Linked DNA regions of Dromaius novaehollandiae: region 1 is linked to region 2. The links are chromatin contacts, called in public Hi-C maps. All regions are on one chromosome and are shown on one strand. The core of a region is the stretch at or near the end of the contact, and the rest is flanking DNA. Distances in the headings are between cores, read along the strand shown.

Region 1 (5,120 bases), core at 1,982-4,481, 800 kb after region 2:
AAACTAGGTGAGGATGTGCTCAACAGAGAGGGGAAACGTGAGCAGAGCTGGAAGCAAGAGGCAGGTATGATGTGGGAAGGAACAAACTGATTGAGACCGGAGTCAAGTTAGGGCTGGGGTTCTCGTGGCGACGACGAGAGACTGCAGCAGCGGCAGTCTCTCTCCCTCTCTCTTTCAAAAGGCAACAGATAGGGACGTGAATACAACTTGAATACCAGTTTAGGAACTCACGCTCCCTTGGTAGTGCTAATTGGAAGAAAAATCTGGGAGAAAGAAGGGAAAACTAGAAGGCGATGAGCAGAAAATCAACCAGTGGCGTAGAGCAGTGAAAAATCAGGGAAGTCTCTCTCCCGTATTTTTACTTTCCAAAGGTAAACATAAAAGAGCCTTTCAGACTGCCAGGGGCCCGCAGATCAGGTGGGCAAACAACGCCGGAAAGCTAACGTCTCCCTCTTTTGATATTACTCACACCTAGGCTAAACTGATGTTAGGATGGGAGTGCGGAAAGCAACCTCAAGCCCACAAAATGAGAGAGAGAGAGAAGTTGTTGATTCATCTCTGTATTTTTGGCACTTTCTCCCCATTTTCCAGAAGGCGCCTGGAACAGTTAGTAACAGAGAAACTTTTTAATTTTAAAATAGCTTCATAACTTATAGAGGCCAAAAAGACGAGGAGAAAGCCTGATTTCGCTTTCCTCCTCTCTCCAGGAGAAATTTGAGGAAAAGGTTAGAAGCAGAAGTACACTCTGCTCTCCTGCAGATGAACCTGGCTTCATCAGAACGGGATGAAAACTGAACATTAACGTGATGCCACAGGACTGATCTGACCCGGCTCTACGCTTTTCTATTAAGCCGGAAAACTCAAAACACTAGTAGAGTCATGCAATATTGCATCCTCTGCCCTGCTGTCCGACGTATTACCGTCCCTCTCGAGTCGAGCACAGAGAAAATGGGTTTTAAGTCAGAACCTCTTGGAATAACGTGACTATTTTATAAGGTATTTTTGGCAATTCCACTAAAAAAAAAGAGCATTCAGGTATTATTCGGTGAGGAGCAATCACCCTGAAACAGAACTTTAAATGTATCCATCAAAGCTTTATCACTAAAGTAGCTGGCTGAGGACATAACAGCTAATTTCCACGCGATCTTTTAATTCTAATAAAAGACACTAAAAAGTAAAATTCGGAGACGGGAGTAAATTGTAAGATTGTAAATATTGAGTTTGTATTCACCTGCGTTCAGCAAATTTAAACTATTCACCTGGCTGCAGTTATCTAGAGTATGGATTTAGCAACAGGAAATAGCTTCCTTTCCAGATATTGCTATGTCCTTTTTCATAAGAATTCCCGTGATTAGTCAGTGACACCTTCCTTTTAACACATTTAAATCTGCTGCAAGTAAAGGAAACACCTTGACTTTTTGCATAACTAGTAGCTTTAGCACCAGGAAAAAAAAAGTTATGTAAGAAAACAGCTCCATTTAGAGTACAAGGATGTACCATCCTGTTCGGGGTTACTACGCCATCCATTTGTTACTGTAAGTTTTTTTCCTTTCAAGAAAGGAACAGAAAAAAATACATCCTCAGCTGTACCGTCCTCCTTTGAACAACCTGCTAAGTACGAGGCGGTAATGCGGCAACAGACAATTAAGACATCAGAAAAATTTAACCGCCCACCTAACTCCAAATCGGAGGAGCATCTCTGCACTCCCGAAAATACTGTGCAGAGAACGGCACTAAGTTGGGGCAGGACACCGCAGAGATGTGTCCACGTTCCCAGGCACAGCGCAAGTAACACACTGTAGCTTGTTGCTTCCCCTGTGTGATCAATTAAGTTGCAGATGTAGCACTCACTGTCAAAGAGCTACAACTTCTCCGCGGTAGAAAAAGAGGGCTTCTTGCACATCGTATGCAAACGTGTGTGTACGGGCGCTGCTCAGTAACAATTGTGTTTCCCTCTTTGTTTGCATAAGCGAACGTCCGCCGTGTAAATAGGTATACACGTGCCGAGAAACAAGAAATCATTTTTACTTTTAGCGTTACCATTCGCTTAATGTCTGTATTTTAAATTACTTCCCCTGCTTTTCTTTCACAAAGGCTAAAGATAGCCACAGAAGCCAGCGCAGCCAGATGTTGAGGAGGGATGCTGAACTGCTGTGGGTCCTTGCAGAGGGAAGGAATCAGAGGCTCTCAGTTCACGTTGGAGCACTTACCTGTTCACAGCCGTCACTGCATTTTGCGCTCTCTTCGTAAATACATTAACGTAAAGCAATGTTCAATAAGCAATGCAACCTGTGTGCTAACTTTCACACACCGCAGCTTTAAGATGAGCAAATCTGCAACTCCGGCAGAGTTGGTAGAACAGTCTCTGAAGTTTTGATTCAAAGAGCAAGAAACTCCACGTTACAAGTCATTCACACATTCACAAGCTATTCTCCCCAATTAATGCCGAACAATTAACAAGCATCTTTATAAATTCACTCTGCTGACACTCTCCGACAATGAAGACTTTTTATAGGCTTGTTGAAAATGTTCAGAGAAATTTTGTAAAATAATCAACTGCATTTAAGAGAAAGCTAAAGGAAAAGAAGTTAAAGCCTGATCACACGATTGGAAAAAAGTTTGGTTAGACTAGATAAAAGCAGATTACTGCACATTTCTTCACAATCAAACCCATCAGCTGATGCGTGTTCCCCTAGAACAGGAACCTCTAGAGATTTTCTCAAAATTTAGGGGACGTTTGCATTTTATTACACCCAAAGCAAAAGATCTGACTGAAAACAAAAACTCTGAATTCCTTAAGACGTCATCTGTTAACACAATGTATTGTCCTGGCGGAAACAGTATCAAATAAAAGGTTTTAATTTCATTTGAAACTGTATATCATCTTGATAGAGAAGCAAAAAGCCGCAGCAACAACAATCTCCCCACTCCACCCCCCCGTTCCAAAAAAAAAAAAAAAAAAAAAAAGGAAAAACCACATAAACTTTTACAAAGAAAATAAAAGCAAGTTTGACATGAAAACCCCTTCCTGTCTCGGAAAGTTCATTTTAAAGGTCCCCTCTGTAAATCTAAAGTGCAAACACCAGGCTAAGGTAGTGAGTGGCTGGAATTTGCATGCTGATAAGAGAAGGCTGTTGTACTTACAGTGACAGAGGGCAGGCTGCGGAAGAAAAGCTGTTTGTGTTAGCCTGAGAGTCACCCAGGGCTGCAATGAGAGCAGAAGAGAGGAGTGGGAGTGCCAAGCTGGATACACCTTCACCGCATCTCATCACATCTGCCAGCCTCTCTCTCCCTCTCTCTTTCATTTCCACATTCCCTTTGTTCCTGAAAAAAAAATCTACACGTCACATCAGTCCCCAGATGCAGTCTACACCAAAGAAAAAAATGAATAATTCAATCAAACTGTGCATAGTCTCTAAGGCAATAAATCTATTGCACTTAAAGAAACGAAGGGTAATTACCACTATAGAATTAGAATAAGGCCAGAGAGCGCAGGGATCCCAGGGTCTGTAAACTCCACGGTCAAATAAAGTTTCATTTATTTAATCCTTTGACAACCCCAGTGTAAACTAAAGGGGAGGATCAGAACTTATTCCGTGTGGGTTTGAGAATGCTTGAAGTGAATGTTATAAAAGCAGAGCGCCCGTGATCTCTAATAAACACAATGCAAGGAAGTAGAAGTGTTTCACTGCATCACCTCCAGGGTCCGATCCCCCCTCCCTAATGAAGAGCAGACCACACTCCCACTTCCACCGGCTTCTGCCGCTCTCTACAAGTGCAACGGGAATCGCTGGCAGCGAGCAGCAGCCTTACCTGCTCCTAGATTTCAAATAAAGCCTTACAAAAACTCATGGTAACCGGCAATTTTGTTCCACGCTCTGGCGGAGAGAAACCATGGGGAATTTGCACCAGCAAGGAGTGAATAGGAACGTTGTCCCTGACTTCTGGATTTGTCCTGGGCTGAGTTTAGGGGAATGCCTGCCGGGGGCGGGGGGAACACGCTCGGGAGCGGAGCCCAGGCAGGCAGGCGGCAGCAACGCTGTAACAGAGCCCTGCGACGCACCGACCTAGGTAGCATAGAGAAGAGCCACAGTTTTCCCTCTCCTACCTCTAACGTTGCACTGCCGGCTCGGAGGTAAGATGACTCTGTATTGTTTTTATTCTCTCCGGGTAACTCAGGTCCCAGGGGCATGCTTCTGTGTTAATGAGGGCGGCGGCTTAGGGCTGTGTCTCGGATCGTTATATCAAATCAGGCTGGAGTTTAACATCGGCATCTGCTGCTTTACGCTTTCAATCACATTCTTTGTAAACTTCTCCTGGGGGGCTGGGGGGAGGAGAGAGAAGAGGAAAAGAGGGGGGAAAAAAAAAAACAAACAGGTGAGGCTGTGCTGTTAAGATGACATAAACCCTTACTCTAATTCAGCGAGGCTTTGTGCCGGCCGGAAAGATTAAGACACCTTCCATTGACGTAGGGAATCGCGCATCTCCCATCCTTGAACCGTTTTGAAAGACAGTTTTGATTTATCCAAAACATTAACGGAACTGTTATTCTAATAAAGGTAAACTAGAAAACACACTTGCCTCTCCGCTCACTTGCGCTTTGTTTACGTGCTTAAAACGCCACCGTGAGGCGAGTGCAAATAAAGCAACGAGAGCAAACGCCTGCCAAGGAGCTCTCGGATTAGCACTTCGCAAAGCAAAACAAACAGCGTTAGCAACATCGCGAAAGTCATCGAAGAATCTCGCCCTGGCAACCTGCTCTTCCAATGGCTCTTGCCATGAAACGCCAGCCGGAGCCTTCCTGCAGCCTCCCCCACACTGAGCAACTCCACACACACACACACACACACACACACGCTCGCTCGCTCGCTCTTTCTCTCTCTCTGAATGATGCCTGGATGAGAGAACCAGGAACAGAATTTAAGGCTCAGAGATGGGAATACACAAAGAAAAAAAAATCAGGGACTTTCTTAACCACATGCCCCCGAGGGCCTCTTTTTCATTCGCCTTTCACACTAGAAATCAGAGCACACAGTGCTTGTTTCCACAGTGGGACCCGGGTGTAGTGAGGCAAGAGCCCCTCGGCCCCCCTTTCCTCCCACACGGTAGCTCGCTATCTG
Region 2 (5,371 bases), core at 1,409-3,908:
CACACATTCAACAGGATACTTAATAAATTACTTGCCTAATTGTGCAAAATGGAAGGAAAAAAAAAAAAGTTTGTTCTCAACTAGGGTCTTGCAAACAGTAATTTACCCAAGAAACTATTAAGAACAAAATGGGAGTTAGGAAGGAAAGAAGAGATAGGGAGAGATGGAAAGGAGAGGAGAAAAATTGAACAACTGAGGAATTAGACTATATAGAAGTGAAGATATAAGTTAAAGAATAGCAAGTGCTCAGTAATTGGCCATGAATAGATTTAGGTTGAAAATGAGGAGCAGGCCTAACTATCAGAGCAGTGAAAGTTTAGAACCACCTTCCATGAGCAGTATGGACCAAAATTTCTGCTTCCAAGATGGAGGCTCAACTGCTTACGAAAGGCATTATATGAAGCTTGCAGCTATGAGACCAGGAACTGATAATCCACATAGTGTTCTCAAGTCTATGTTTCTGCAGCAGGCATACGCATGCACTTACCGTATCTATAGTTTTGGAAGGGAACATAAAGTAACCAATAGGGATGCTTATTTTCCCATGTTAAATCATAACTTGTATAGGGACAGTAGAAAGTTAAAGGTCAGACTGCATGTGGCACAAAAAGTCAACATAGTTTTTTATCTGCAAAAATATACTATTAATAAATGTCACAGGAAACATTATGAGGCTAGAGTTGGTCTCGCGTTCAAAGAGGGCAAATGTCCTTTACAAAGCATTTTTGTTTCATCTTCATTAGTGGATTTTATTTTAAATGCACTTAAATTATAACTCTAGACAATAAATGGCAGTAGTTAAGTAGAGTGAATTTGTTTTTTAGAAAAACTTTTCATGTGAAACTGAGTCCTCATCTCTACTGATAACAGACAAAGACACATGGAGACAATCTGTGTTAAGGTTTTATGGTATAGTCTACAAAGTTGGTGACACACCAGTTTTAGTTTTTGTGTAGATCCACCCATGAAAATTATACCGATTTTTAATAACAGAAGAGAGTTTTCACACGAGCCAGTCGATTCACTAATCCATCTGTTCCGACCAATATGTTATGCACTGTAAATGAGGGAACTCATGAAAAATGAAAAGTGGTGTTATTCTATTAGGGAAGTTTGCTCTCTTTGGCAATACATATATAATGCTAGTTCCCATAATCGACTAGACTTTTCTCTGTACTTTCAGAAGCCTGCAGGCTAAATGGAAGTGAATGCCGTGGGCATTGTGGTCTTGATTATATGGCGTATCCATTCTCGTATCCTGGTTGTCTGACCATAGCCTCTGGGCATCTGTAACAGAGGAGCAGGTCTACTAACTCATGCATTTGTTACTTGTATCTACAGCTGCATTTTATAATGGTTTGAAGCTCTTCTGCTATTAAAACTTCTGTAAGAACTGTTTTGAGTAAGTCGCCCTGAATGGCTAATTTTGTTCTGGCTATTAGGTTTCGCAGGTACAGTTCCTCATTAGATTCCTCCTGTTCATCCCCGAGATTGCCATGCTTCCCAAGTTCTGTTTTCATCCCTTTTTTTCACTCCTGTTCTCCTAATAATTACAGTCCCATGGGCACCCGAAAGCTTACATGAGCTTGAATCACTCAGAACAGTGTTCAGTATGGGATTTGTATGATGTGGGTATTTGGTGTCATGCGGGAGATGTTAAAAGTAGAAATCTGTTTTTATAGAAGACTCTTATTTGGAGGGTAAGAGACAAGGTGGGGGGATAGGGAATTTGTATTTTACTTCATCAGTCTCCTGCAAAATGATGCCCTGCTTTTCCAAACTCAACTTTTCTTGCGAAAAGTAAAAGCTTTCTATTGTTGGAATAAAGAGGGGAAGAGGAGAGGAGAAGAAAACAAAATTTTTTCAGTTAAAAGCACAGGTTTCTTTTTCTGTTCCTCCCCCCCCCCCCCCCCAGTGTTTCAGTGTACCTAAATAAATATGCATTTATTAAAGTAGAAAAGGAGGCATTTTTTCTGTGACTTTCTGAGAAGATTGTCGATAGTGCTAATAGGTGCTATCTAGAGAAGTAGCAGATAGCGAGCAAGCTGAGCAGTCTGTGTAATTTTTGTGAGGTGGCTTGCTGTCCCATTGTGAAAGTCATCTTTACTTACCATTTTCTTCTTCACCTTGTGCTTGAAATAATTCTGGTTCTCCTCAGTGAATGTTTCCTCCAGTGCCTTCTGGAGCCTAGCTATCAATGCTCTTCCCCAGTATACATACAGTACACTGCTTTTTGGGGTTGCGACTAACTGAAATCTGCATTGCGAACCCTGTTCCCAAGAGTCTGTGCCTTGAGCCCTGAAGGTGTAAAAATAAATTTAAACAACAAATATTTATGTTTTTTTTTATCATGCGATATTTTTAAAGAGACATTCACCCCCCAAAATAGTAATTCTACATAAATGTTTTTTCTGTGTGGCGGTTTTAGGCTGTTTGACCTGCCTGGCCTTCTTTAACTAGTTTGGTGTGCTTTTTTTCTGCATGGGAGCAGGACATGGTGCCTACAGTTGCGCAAACGGAAGGTCCAGTCCTTCCTCCTGGCTGGCTGTGCAGGAGAGTAGCTTTTTCCGCCTGTGCTCTGGCAGTGGTGGTAGTGCTTGGTGTGTGCATTCCCAGGTGGCAGCTGGATTCCTTTTCAAAGGCGTTGTGTCAGCCCGAACTGCATGCCCCAGAGTCCTGCTTAGTGTCCTGACTCTCGGCTAACCAGTTCAGGCGAACCAGACTGCCTCAAAGGATGATGTGTGAGACAAACTTTCCCTCGCCTTAGAGAAAAGTCCTTGCCTTGGAGCATTTATGGTTTTAAGAGGCAGCAGAAAGAAAATATTTTTATTATTCCCATTTTACAGAAAGGAGTGAGAGGGAGAGGAACCGTTTAGATCAGGATTGCCCAGGAAGCATATGACAAAGCAGGAAACAGAGCTTTTAGCTTTTGTGTCCCAGTCAGCGTTCTAAACAAGGACCAGCTTTTAAGAGGCACATGTCCTGAATACTCTGTTATTAATAGTGGTTTACATAACAGCTTGGAGCCCCATTTCAATATTACAGAATAGGACTCACTCTTCTTATGTGAAAATGACCTGGATTTATATCAGCAGTAGTAAAACACTGTTGTAGTGAAGGGCTGTGAAGAGTGGGGGGAAGGGAGTGTGAAACTAAAAATAAGAAATATGTACTGTACATAATTGTAACAATGTTATCTGAAAGACAGTAAAAATAGACTCAATTAGATATTGTCAGAGCTTTTTTCTCCATGCAGCTGCCTAACCAAATATGACAATTTTTCAACAATATAGAAGTTCTAACACAATGCACGATACGTTGTACTGAATTCATTAACACTTTGCTACCTTAAACATCATTGTAAAGAGGGAAAATAATGTAAGAGAAGCTTGTCATTTTTTGTTGTTGTTCCTTTTGTTTCAGTGACATGTTTGGAATTGCATGCCTGCGAGAGTTTTGTGATCTAAATTTAATGATCCTAACAGGGATTTAGTAAGATATTGTTCTTTTCTCTTGCAGACATCCCTAGGCTGAGTGCTACATGAAAAGTGTGACTCAATTATACAAAAAATGTAATTTATCTTTAAAAATAAAAAGCCTTTTCATGTAGTATTCCCACAGGGAAGTAGCCTTAGTGTAAAGCTTTAGCTCTGCTTTACAACAGTATAATTTCTATAGAATGAGAATTTGCATACAGTATACAGAGTATCTATGTGCACATGTGTACCCCACCCCCTGCACACATTTTCATGTATAAAGACATTATGATGATAGCTAATATATTTGGCTTTGATTTGGCATTGAGATCTGCAGGTGTCTACTCCCATTGCAGTGTCGTCAAAATCTATAGAATTAGTGTAGAGGACAGGGTGTCACAGTGCAGATATTAGAGCATTAGAATTCAGATCTTCAGCTGTATTAACCTGCATTAGGCTAAAATATTGGGCCCAGTGCTAATCTTTGTTGTACAAACCAGCTTTCTCGCTGCCATACTTTCCAGGGTACTATGTTGAAGATATACACTTAAAATATTATTGGGGGATTCTTGGATTTAAGGTAGGAATAACATGTTGATCATATAATGTAATAAATACTGCTTTGGGTACACTCTCAGGATTAAGAATATGTTTTGTGGATATAACCTACTCTTTGTCATGTAGATAACGTTTTGACTGTCTCACTTGAACTACATAGAAAAACTATAGAACTAAAGAAGAATTTGATGCATTTTTGGAAGGAAATAACAGAGTAAAAGACTGGGAAATGATTATTGGGCAATATCATAAACCCATTATAAATTTTATTTTATCTTTTGTCTTAACTTACTGCAGTGTGTAGTTATAGCAAATTATGTGAAAGTATTCTCTTCAAATGTTGACAACATTTAACCAGGGCTCTTCTGCTACACTCTTTTACCCTTAGCACTTGGAATCAGGAATCATCTGTTCTGTGTGCTGAAAGCATGAGCAAAGAGGATTGCTGCAATTAATTAAATAGGATTTGCTAGGTGATGGAAATTAGTTTTTGGGAGGTTAGACTACAGTCCTTTTTCACTTCTAACAAGGAATTCACAGCTGCATAGATCTAATTTTCCTGTTCCGGTCCTCTGTGGCGCCCATCTGAAGTGTACATTCGTGCCGTTCAGCATGTATTGCTTTTCTGGAACTCCGTGACTCCAGCCCAGGAAAGGCAGAAATATAGAATATCAGTCTGACACAGAGCGTGCATTGGTATGTTTGTGCAGGGTATTGTACATTTACTGTATTATCTCTGCTTCTCGTTTATAAAGTGGAGTTTGGACTATTGCTTCCCCTTTCAGATACTGGTTACACTTCATATGAAGGGAGTAAAGGAAGGTTATGAGGATAAAAACTACACAAAGGGACGAATTTCCTTAGGAATGTTTTTGACAGTATTTACATTGAGGAGCTGCTACCATTCCAAGTCTGATGCAGGCCTATTTCAGCTCTTTAGAGAAGTTCCTCTATGTATAAAATTGTGAAGTAAATTGGCAAGTACATGTCAGACTCAAGAAGGATACATCAGAACCAAAGAGCTTTGAATTTGTAAACCCCTGCTGTGACATTTTCATTGATTATATAAAGGCTTCATCTTAAATTAATTGTGGCACCTTATTCCAGATTAAATTGTGTTCTTCCTGGCACTCATGTTTGCACTTCTTACTATCAGTGTGAAAGATTCACCAGTCCACACTGGTAAAAACAATGGAATAGATAAAGAAAAGGAAACAAGCTTTGCCACTGAACATCTAGCTGAAGGCCTGGATACAGACTGACCAAACCAGAGATGTTTCAATCATCCCCAACATCATCAGAACAAAAGATGGCACAAGGAACAGTGGCTATTCTAA

What was found. Hi-C and Micro-C count contacts between places; a contact is called where the count stands out from the background.
Region 1: a contact with region 2 is called in a Hi-C map of brain, with 5 times the contacts expected there. The contact joins the promoter of SOX6 here to the enhancer-like site in region 2. A contact is called at or near these places in 3 of 4 Hi-C or Micro-C datasets (brain, liver and ovary).

What each region holds. Positions count from the first base shown.
Region 1 is chr5:64,123,066-64,128,185 of bDroNov1.hap1, forward strand. It overlaps SOX6 (SRY-box transcription factor 6), which reads right to left and starts at 3,232. Exons shown (of 17, transcript XM_064513069.1): 1 at 3,145-3,232. It overlaps LOC135328521 (a long non-coding RNA gene), which reads left to right. Exons shown (of 3, transcript XR_010389511.1): 2 at 2,095-4,135.
Region 2 is chr5:63,325,788-63,331,158 of bDroNov1.hap1, forward strand. No RefSeq gene overlaps it. Among named protein-coding and RNA genes, the nearest start is that of INSC, 140 kb to the left of the region's middle. Within about 2 kb of position 2,659, at least 1 of the 2 cell types and tissues checked has open chromatin away from gene starts, as enhancers often do.